2 separate regions of the Macaca mulatta genome follow, and region 2 is linked to region 1. A link is a contact called in public Micro-C data. All regions are on one chromosome and are shown on one strand. The core of a region is the stretch at or near the end of the contact, and the rest is flanking DNA. Distances in the headings are between cores, read along the strand shown. Region 1 overlaps N4BP2 (NEDD4 binding protein 2). Region 2 holds the start of CHRNA9 (cholinergic receptor nicotinic alpha 9 subunit).

What was found. Hi-C and Micro-C count contacts between places; a contact is called where the count stands out from the background.
Region 2: a Micro-C map of CD4 T cells shows a contact between it and region 1, with 16 times the contacts expected there. The contact joins the promoter of CHRNA9 here to the enhancer-like site in region 1. A contact is called at or near these places in 5 of 14 Hi-C or Micro-C datasets (CD4 T cells, blood, fetal cortex germinal zone and 2 more).

What each region holds. Positions count from the first base shown.
Region 1 is chr5:39,390,955-39,395,108 of T2T-MMU8v2.0, forward strand. N4BP2 (NEDD4 binding protein 2) reads left to right here. Exons shown (of 18, transcript XR_013417825.1): 16 at 2,147-2,270; 17 at 3,554-3,685. Among named protein-coding and RNA genes, the nearest start is that of RHOH, 45 kb to the right of the region's middle. Within about 2 kb of position 2,212, at least 3 of the 40 cell types and tissues checked have an H3K27ac peak or open chromatin away from gene starts, as enhancers often do. A contact at or near this core is called in CD4 T cells, where this site is marked.
Region 2 is chr5:39,567,100-39,571,253 of T2T-MMU8v2.0, forward strand. CHRNA9 (cholinergic receptor nicotinic alpha 9 subunit) reads left to right here and starts at 2,432. Exons shown (of 6, transcript XM_001094288.5): 1 at 2,432-2,572. It also overlaps a transcript of RHOH not described here.

The DNA.
Region 1 (4,154 bases), core at 962-3,461:
TGCCATTATAGTTATGCTTTTTAAAGGAGTCCTTATCTTTTATGAGGTACGTACTGAAATATTTGCAGTTGAAATAAATCTGGAGTGTGCTGAAAGATGAGTTAAACAGTTTTTTCAAAGGTGTTAAACAGCAAGAACAGCCTGTATTTGGGAAACTAAGCATATACATTAATTCATGCAACAAACATCTTTTGAACTCTTACTTGAGGCATGTGAGTCAACTAGAGAATATTTTCATAGCAATAAATGAACTATTAGCAGGTGATAATGGTAGAAATGATTGAGCTAAGTGATAAGGGGAGCCGTAGTGAAGAGCATGAGTTATGGTTAGAGATTTAGTTGGGCTTTTTCTGTAAGTAAAGTTTTTCTTTTTTTTTTTTTTTTTGAGACGGAGTCTCGCTCTGTCACCCAGGCTGGAGTGCAGTGGCCGGATCTCAGCTCACTGCAAGCTCCGCCTCCCGGGTTTACGCCATTCTCCGGCCTCAGCCTCCCGAGTAGCTGGGACTACAGGCGCCCGCCACCTCGCCCGGCTAGTTTTTTGTATTTCTTAATAGAGACGGGGTTTCACCGTGTTAGCCAGGATGGTCTCGATCTCCTGACCTCGTGATCCGCCCGTCTCGGCCTCCCAAAGTGCTGGGATTACAGGCTTGAGCCACCGCGCCCGGCCAAGTTTTTCTTTTTGAGATGGGAGTCTGGCTCTGTTGCCCGGGCTGGAGTACAGTTGGTTGTGACCTTGGTTCACTGCAACCTCCCCCTCCCAGGTGCAACCCATCCTTCTAACTCAGCTTCCCAAGTAGCTGAGACTACAGGTGCATGCCACCATGCCCTGTTAATTTTTATATTTTTAGTAGAGATGGGGTTTTGTCATGTTGCCCAGGCTGGTCTTGAACTCCTGAGCTCAAGTGGTCCACCTTCCTTAGTCTCCCAAAGTGCTGAGATTACTGGCGTGAGCCACTGTGCCTGGCCAAAGTAAACTTTTATATGTAATATAACATTCGTAAAGAACAGTGTCCAAAACTATAGGTATATAGTGCAAAAACTTTGTAAAAAGCTCGTAAAAAGGTTTTATACAATATACCTAGAATTTTGTGCACTGTGAATACCTTTGTGAAACTAGCACTCAGTTGAATTTTGAACAACATATTGCTTGAAGTAATAGATATGGATTAGAGATGGGGATCATAAACAGACAAGGAATTAGAAATGCAAGAGCAACATATTCTTTTAAAATTCCAGGCTGATACCATCTTGGAGATTTGATACTTGAAAAACCATTTGTTTGTATTCTATTGGCGTATTAGGACAATTTAATAAGCAGACTATGGAATGTTTATATTGTGTGTGTGTATTTTCAATTTATTAATTCATCTCATTGATAGTTTTTTTGTTGTTGTTGTTATTCTGCTACAGCTTTTATTAGTTTTCAGGATTTATATCCTTGATTTTCACAAGGTCATTTCCAAAGTGGAACTGCAGTATTTTAGGAGGCTGTGACTCCTTTGATGTTTTAAGAACTATCTATTAGAAAAAGTTTGTTAACAATTGATTATCTTTAACAGTAAGACTGCAATCTAGCTGTGATTAGTGGATTTGCTAATAGCTATTACTGGAAGATAATCTATAAACTAGTTGCCATCATTATCCCTTTTTCCTGATGAGAAAATAGGTACAAAAGAAACTTAAGTAACTTGTCCATGTTCACACAGTCATTTAGTGGCAGAGCTATGATTCCGAACAAAGCTTGATGGCTTTAGAATATTTAATTAACAGGGTTGTTGTAAAGATTCTTAGTTAATAAATATAAGCCACTTAAAGCAGTATTTGACTCCTTTTGTGTAGTAATTATTAGGTATCATTAATGTTATTATTGCCATTATCATTATTTCAGGGACAGAAATCTCTTTCCCCATAAAGGAAGAAGTCCCACTTAAATCTTTTGATGGATAGATTACAATGAGGCTATGTGTTTTAAAACACATTAATTTGGGGGCTTTTTGAGATAGCAAATCTATCTTACTGTTTTGAGATGGCAAACCCCAAAATCCTCTTGGAAACAATTTCATGTACTTGAGCAGCTAAGGTTTACGTTTTCTACTGAGAATGTAAGATAAATGAATTTTAACTCCCCTAATTTCTGTTGTAACAGAATTTAAGCAGAATGGTGGGAAGCCTTATTTGTCTGTGATTACGGGGAGAGGAAACCACAGCCAGGGAGGAGTTGCTCGCATCAAACCAGCTGTCATTAAGTACCTCATAAGCCATAGCTTCAGGTGAGTGTAGATTTCTGTTATTGATAATGGCAACTGCCCATATAGAGCTGTATCAGAGATTTCTGCGAGTATAGATTTCTGTTTTTGATAATAGCAGTAGCCCTCATATAGCTAGGTAAATAAACACTAATAGCATACTCAGAACAATCTGTTAAAATAGTTAACGAAATTTAATCATCTGATTTCAGCCACAGATTCATGCTTAAATTATGATATAACTTTCCCTGCTGGATTTATGTTGTCTGGCAAACCAGAAATAAGGAAAAATGTGTTTGTTGCCGATAATCATCTGATAAAACTTTCATAAATTTAAAGTTCTAAAAGAAAATATGTTTATTTGATAATATGCAAAATAATTAGGTAATATGTATCATATTTTAAGATTTGCTATTCTTCTTTAGAAAGGAAATAAGTATTTGTGGATTTTGGATGGAATTGGGTGGCTTCTATTGAAATATAGTTATAATTTAGGTACGTTTAAACTTTAGCAGAAATATTCCATTTAATATGAATGTATTTGTTTTCATAAGTTAAATGCCATTAATGACCTGTGTTGACAAACATGAAATGTTCTTTTTCATTAAGTGATAATTTAATAACAGAAAATGACAAGAAAGTCAAAGATGAAAAATCCGTTGATGGATAGATTTCCTGCAGATGTGTATCATTAACTCCTACCCACCAATTTCAGTGTAGCATATTTATTTTATGCCATGTAATAAGATGTTATTTGGCTACATTATTGAAAATGGTAGCATAAGTTATGAGCATAAAACAGGTGACACATCAGAGTTATTTTTATAAAAGGAGTAGTTAGACTGGAACATTATCATGTTGAGATTAATTATCTATTTTAGAGACTAGTCTTCCTTTAAATTCTTTACGGATAGAGCTGAAAGCATTGCATGGCCAGATTAATCAGAATTACCTGATATATCAGAGATTTCTTCTTGGTGCTTTCATGATGCACCAAAACTTTATTCTTCCTACAGCATACTCTTTTTCATGAAGGTAAAATTCAGGCCTCAAGAGTTTTAACAAATCTTAAGTTATACTAACTACTAAGTCAGGAGCAACCCCCAGCTTTAAGATTGTATTTCTTTTGACCGTAGATAAAAGGAACATAAACCTAGATGTTGGTCTTGGATATTGACTTAATAAGGGTTAATACTTTGGCAGTAAATATTATATTAAGCATAGGTACTTGGAATTGATTACAAGGTATATTCCTTAGCTAATTTGAAATTTTCATCTTTAAAATAACTCTTTTCTCATTTCTGCAGGTTCTCTGAAATTAAACCAGGGTGCTTGAAAGTCATGCTAAAGTAAAATAGACGTCCTTGAATTAGAAGTATGAAGGTTTGTAGGTTAAAATTACTTTTATTTGCAGTAATTCAGTCAAGTCTACCCTAAAGGTGTGTTTTATTATAAATAATATTCAGTTATGAAACAAAAAAATTATGTTTTTGCAAAATCCAAGCGAGTTTAATTTGCTTTTTTACTGAATCAAATGCAAATGTTACCTGTTAAAAATATTACAGAGAAATTTTATTGATTACAAAATATCTAAGAAAATTATCAGCTACAGTTTTAAAGTTTAAAATGCTCTGATTGTTTCTCAGAAAAGGTTACCTTCGTATTAACTGTTGTGTGACATTTAGTAATGTCCTAAAAGTCTTCTGTGAGAGGTATTTAAAGTGCTTTGAGACATGATTCATGCCCCTCAAAGGGTGGTATTAAAAGAAGAAAAAGACATAGTAGTGGGTAGTAAAGAAAAAAAGGAGATCTAACAAAAACACTTGAATATTTTTTATTTTCAAAACTAAACACATAAAATGCTTTTATTTTGCCATATCCTACAGGAAGGAAGACATGCTTTTGCCC
Region 2 (4,154 bases), core at 1,182-3,681, 180 kb after region 1:
TAGAAGAAAAGCTGCAGTTTTACTGCCGTGGAAACCCAGAGAAATGACTGTACTAAAATGAGTAGTGAGCACCTCATTGTGAACATCGGCCATGTTCCTATTGTGACTGTTATGATTAGCAATTTTAAAATGAAGAACAAATGCTGTGTTAGAGGAGTTGGAGAAGCTCATGGAGTCTTATCACAGAGGCCTCTCCCAAGAGTCATTTTCCCGGACCTCTGGAAGAAGGATCGATGGTCCCCCACGGTGTTGAACGAAGTGCTTATTTGCAGAACAACTCACAAAAAAGTTAAATTCAGAGGAAATGGTCTGTTCACTGAAGTGTTACATTTTCTTCTGAGAGGGGAGGTGAGGATGTGAAGGGAAAGGATGACAACAAGCCAAGGTAAACTTACTTTGAAAGAATAGTACAACCTTCCCACTACTTTGTTTTCTGGGCCCCCCATAGCACTTCATGCACTGATTTTTTAAAAAACATATACAAAAGGTTTAAATATTGTTTTCAAAATTCCGTACCCTAGGCTGGGCGTGGTGGCTCACGCCTGTAATCCCAACACTTTGGGAGGCCAAGGCGAATGGATCACTTGAGGTCAGGAGTTCACAACCAGCCTGGCCAACATGGTGAAAACTTGTCTCTACTAAAACTACAAAAAATAAACAAAAAATTAGCCAGGCATGGTGGTGCGCACCTGCAGTCCCAGCTACTTGGCAGGCTGAGGCGGGAGAATTACTTGAACCCAAGAAGCTGAGGTTGCAGTGAGCCAAGATGACACCACTGCACTCCAGCCTGGGTGACAGAGTGAGACTCTGCCTCAACAAAAACAAAAACAACAAAAAAATTCCCTACCCTAAAGAATTCGGTAAAATCTAGTCCTCCAAACCAGGGAAAGAGTTAGTTCCTGGAATACTCTATTTTGATCTTGCAGAATTATACTCCATTAGAAATTAATCCGGATAAGGTACGAGAAAACAATAAAGTAGGAACATTCTAGAAAGTGTATTGATTAGGACAACCTGACTCTAATAATCTATTTCTTAGCTTAAATCTGTTAATAGATTTTATTATCATAAGCACTTGGCTGTTAGCCAGAAATCCTGGATAAATGGGTGGATCACTGTACATTTGGTATTTGAAGCTGTTACGTTTCAAACTGGTTTTTTTTTTCTTTGTATGTGCTGTCTCTTTAGAGCTGGTTAAAAACAGCCGATTTCACATATGACGTTATCTGCAGTGCCCTGTGCAGAGGCCTGCGGGGAGCGTACAGAGACATCTGGTGGCTGAGAAGGTGAAGTACCTTGGCTTTGTCAGAAGATAAAGGATTTGAATTGTGTCTAAATTTGGTTTCTTTTTGTGACTGAGACTTTTACTCTTTTCTTAATTATTGTAGCAGAATTGCACATTTAAAAAAAATACTTTGATTTTTAAAGATTATTTTTAGAGCTTTCACTCTTTCTTTCTGAAAAAAAAATCATCAACCAGGTGAATTGACCAGTTCCATCAGCTAGGCTAAATCTCATCAGGGCCAGGACCAGAGTGAGGCAGAGAGGCACTTGCTTCCACTGCACATTTAAGGGGGAGCCAAAAATATTAGTAATGAATATAGAAATTTGTTTTGAGACAGGGTCTCTATCTGTCACCCAGAGCAGAATGCAGTGGTGTGATCATAGCTTACTACAGCTTTAAACTCCTGGGCTCAAGTGATCCTCCCGCCTCAGCCTCCCCCATGTGGGGAGGACTGAAGGTATGTGTCACCATGCCTGGTTAAAAGAACCTTTTTTTTTTTGGTAGAGATGAGGTCTCATTTTGTTGCCCACGCTGGCCTTGAAGTCCTCAAGTGATCGACCCACCTCGACCTCTCAAAGTGCTGGGATTACAAGTGTAAGCCACCATGCTTGGCCTTAATACAATATTTCTAAACATCAAAATTAATGCAAAATATTTCATCATAAATAAAAATACCAAAGTTTAAAAACAGGATTAGTGGCTGGGGACAGTGGCTCACGCCTGTAATCCTAGCACTTTGGGAGGCTGAAGTGAGTGGATTGCCTGAGGTCAGGAGTTCAAGACCAGCCTGGCCAACATGGTGAAACCCTGTTTCTACTAAAAATATAAAAATTAGCCGGGTGTGGTGATGCATGCCTGTAGTCCCAGCTACTTGGGAGGCTGAGGCAGGAGAATCGCTTGAACCTGTGAGGTGGAGGTTGCAGTGAGCTGAGATCACGCCATTGTACTCTAGCCTGGGCGACAGAGACAAATTCTGTCTAAAAAAACAGACAAACAAACAAACAAACCAATACAAACAACAACAACAACAAAACAGGATTAGTATTGCCAATGTTCTCTCTCTCTCTCTTTTTTTCTTTTTGTTTTTTCAGGCTCCAAGATGGCTCTGAAAGGCACCGAGAAAACCTAACGTATCTGAGGGCCTAGCTTCTGGCCTGGCTTTTACGTGGTCAGCGGATGTGCGTCCATCCCCCCTGCACTGGTTTCCCTTGTCCTTTCTGTGGCTCTCCTGGATTCCTCTCGTTCAGCTCCTTGGTGTACAGAGCCTATGTCCATGGCGATGGTGAGGTAAATGAGAAGAAGAAATGGAGAAAGTTAAAGTGTCTTCGAGGAAAAAACTTGGGAATAAAATCTTCCAGTTTTCCTGCTTTACCTTTCAATATCTTCCCTGCTTCCTTCCAAACACGCTTCCAGAAGCAGGAGCCTAGGTCATTCATACCCACGGAGCTGCTCTCAGCTAAGTAGGCCTAGCCAAAGAGACGCTGAGGGCAGGTGGGGTGGGAGATGGAGCAGTGCGTTGCTTCCTGGGAGAAAGCACCTCCTTGCCTCTTTTCGGTTTTAACATGTCCCTTTTAGGGACATGCCAGGACAGGGCAGAGGATGGGGGAGCGGGAGATGAGTGAGGTCCTGGGGCCATGGGGCCATGCTGCTTCTCAGGGGGCAGAAGCTGTGGGAGAGGTTGGGGGCCGGTAGCTCTCAGAATAGCCTGGGAAGGGTATCCGCTGGGTTTGCACAGTGTTGTCTCCGAATCTCCCAGCTCCCGTTCTCTATGATTAGCATCCTTGTAGCGTGCTACTTGTTAACAGAAGAGCAGAGCGTGTCCCTTGTGCCTCTTCCCAGGCTTGTCATTTGCCTAACTCTTACAATGTTAGCAGAGAGACGGTGATTGCAATGAGCAGGGAAATACTGCACAATTGTGACTGCAGGGTCCGCTATGAGAAGAGGAAGCAGAGCCAGTGGGGTGAGAACCTCCTGGGATGAGAAGGGGTCAGACACTCAAGAACAAAATAAAATGTCTGAAAAGTCCCAAGGAGCAAGTGGGCTACCGTTGAGGACAGAAATTTCCCATGGATAAGGTCTTCTCTACGCAGCGAAGAAAGACCCCAGAAACAGGAGGAAGCCAGGAGATACCCTATGCCACACCGTACAGTTTTATAGCTTTCAAATATATTCCCTCAGGGGATTTCAGGGAGAATAGTATGTACCCTCTGACAAAGCACAGACATCAGAGCCCGCTGTAGTCCCCAGATCGCTCACTTGGACATACCCGATACCCTGGATCATATATCAGCTGCTCTCCTGACCCAGAAAACTGCATGTCTCTTATCACCACTCATGTCTCTACATGAACTTGGCTCTTCTGTTGGCAACTTTATGAGTTTCTTTTTACCAGTGGGTGCTTTCTGACTACTGTAGCCTGTGTGGTTCGGCGAGGGGAATCTTCGTGGCATTCACTGAGGGTCTTGCTGTGTTCCAGGTGTGTGCTTGGTACTTTATCTGCTTTCTCTTGAATCCTCACAGTAACCCTTTTGGGTAAAATATTACAATCTTCATTTATACAAATGAGAAAATGAGACTCTGAGAAATAATTACTACTCATATGACTAGCAAGTGGTGGTCCTAGGACTTGAACCAGGGCCATAGGACTCCTCCTGCGTCCTTAGGTTCTTTCTGTTGCATCAAGTCAGCAGAGACATGGGGAGATGCCTCCACACCCTCCCCCTGCATCCGTGGCAGATGCTGCTAACTGGACTTGGTGGTTGTTTCCCTTGAGCTAGGACTATGTATAAGGGAAAAATTATGGTCCATGTTCTCAAGGAATTTTGTTCTGATGTAGGTTAAAATATAACACAGCAGTAGACTGACAATG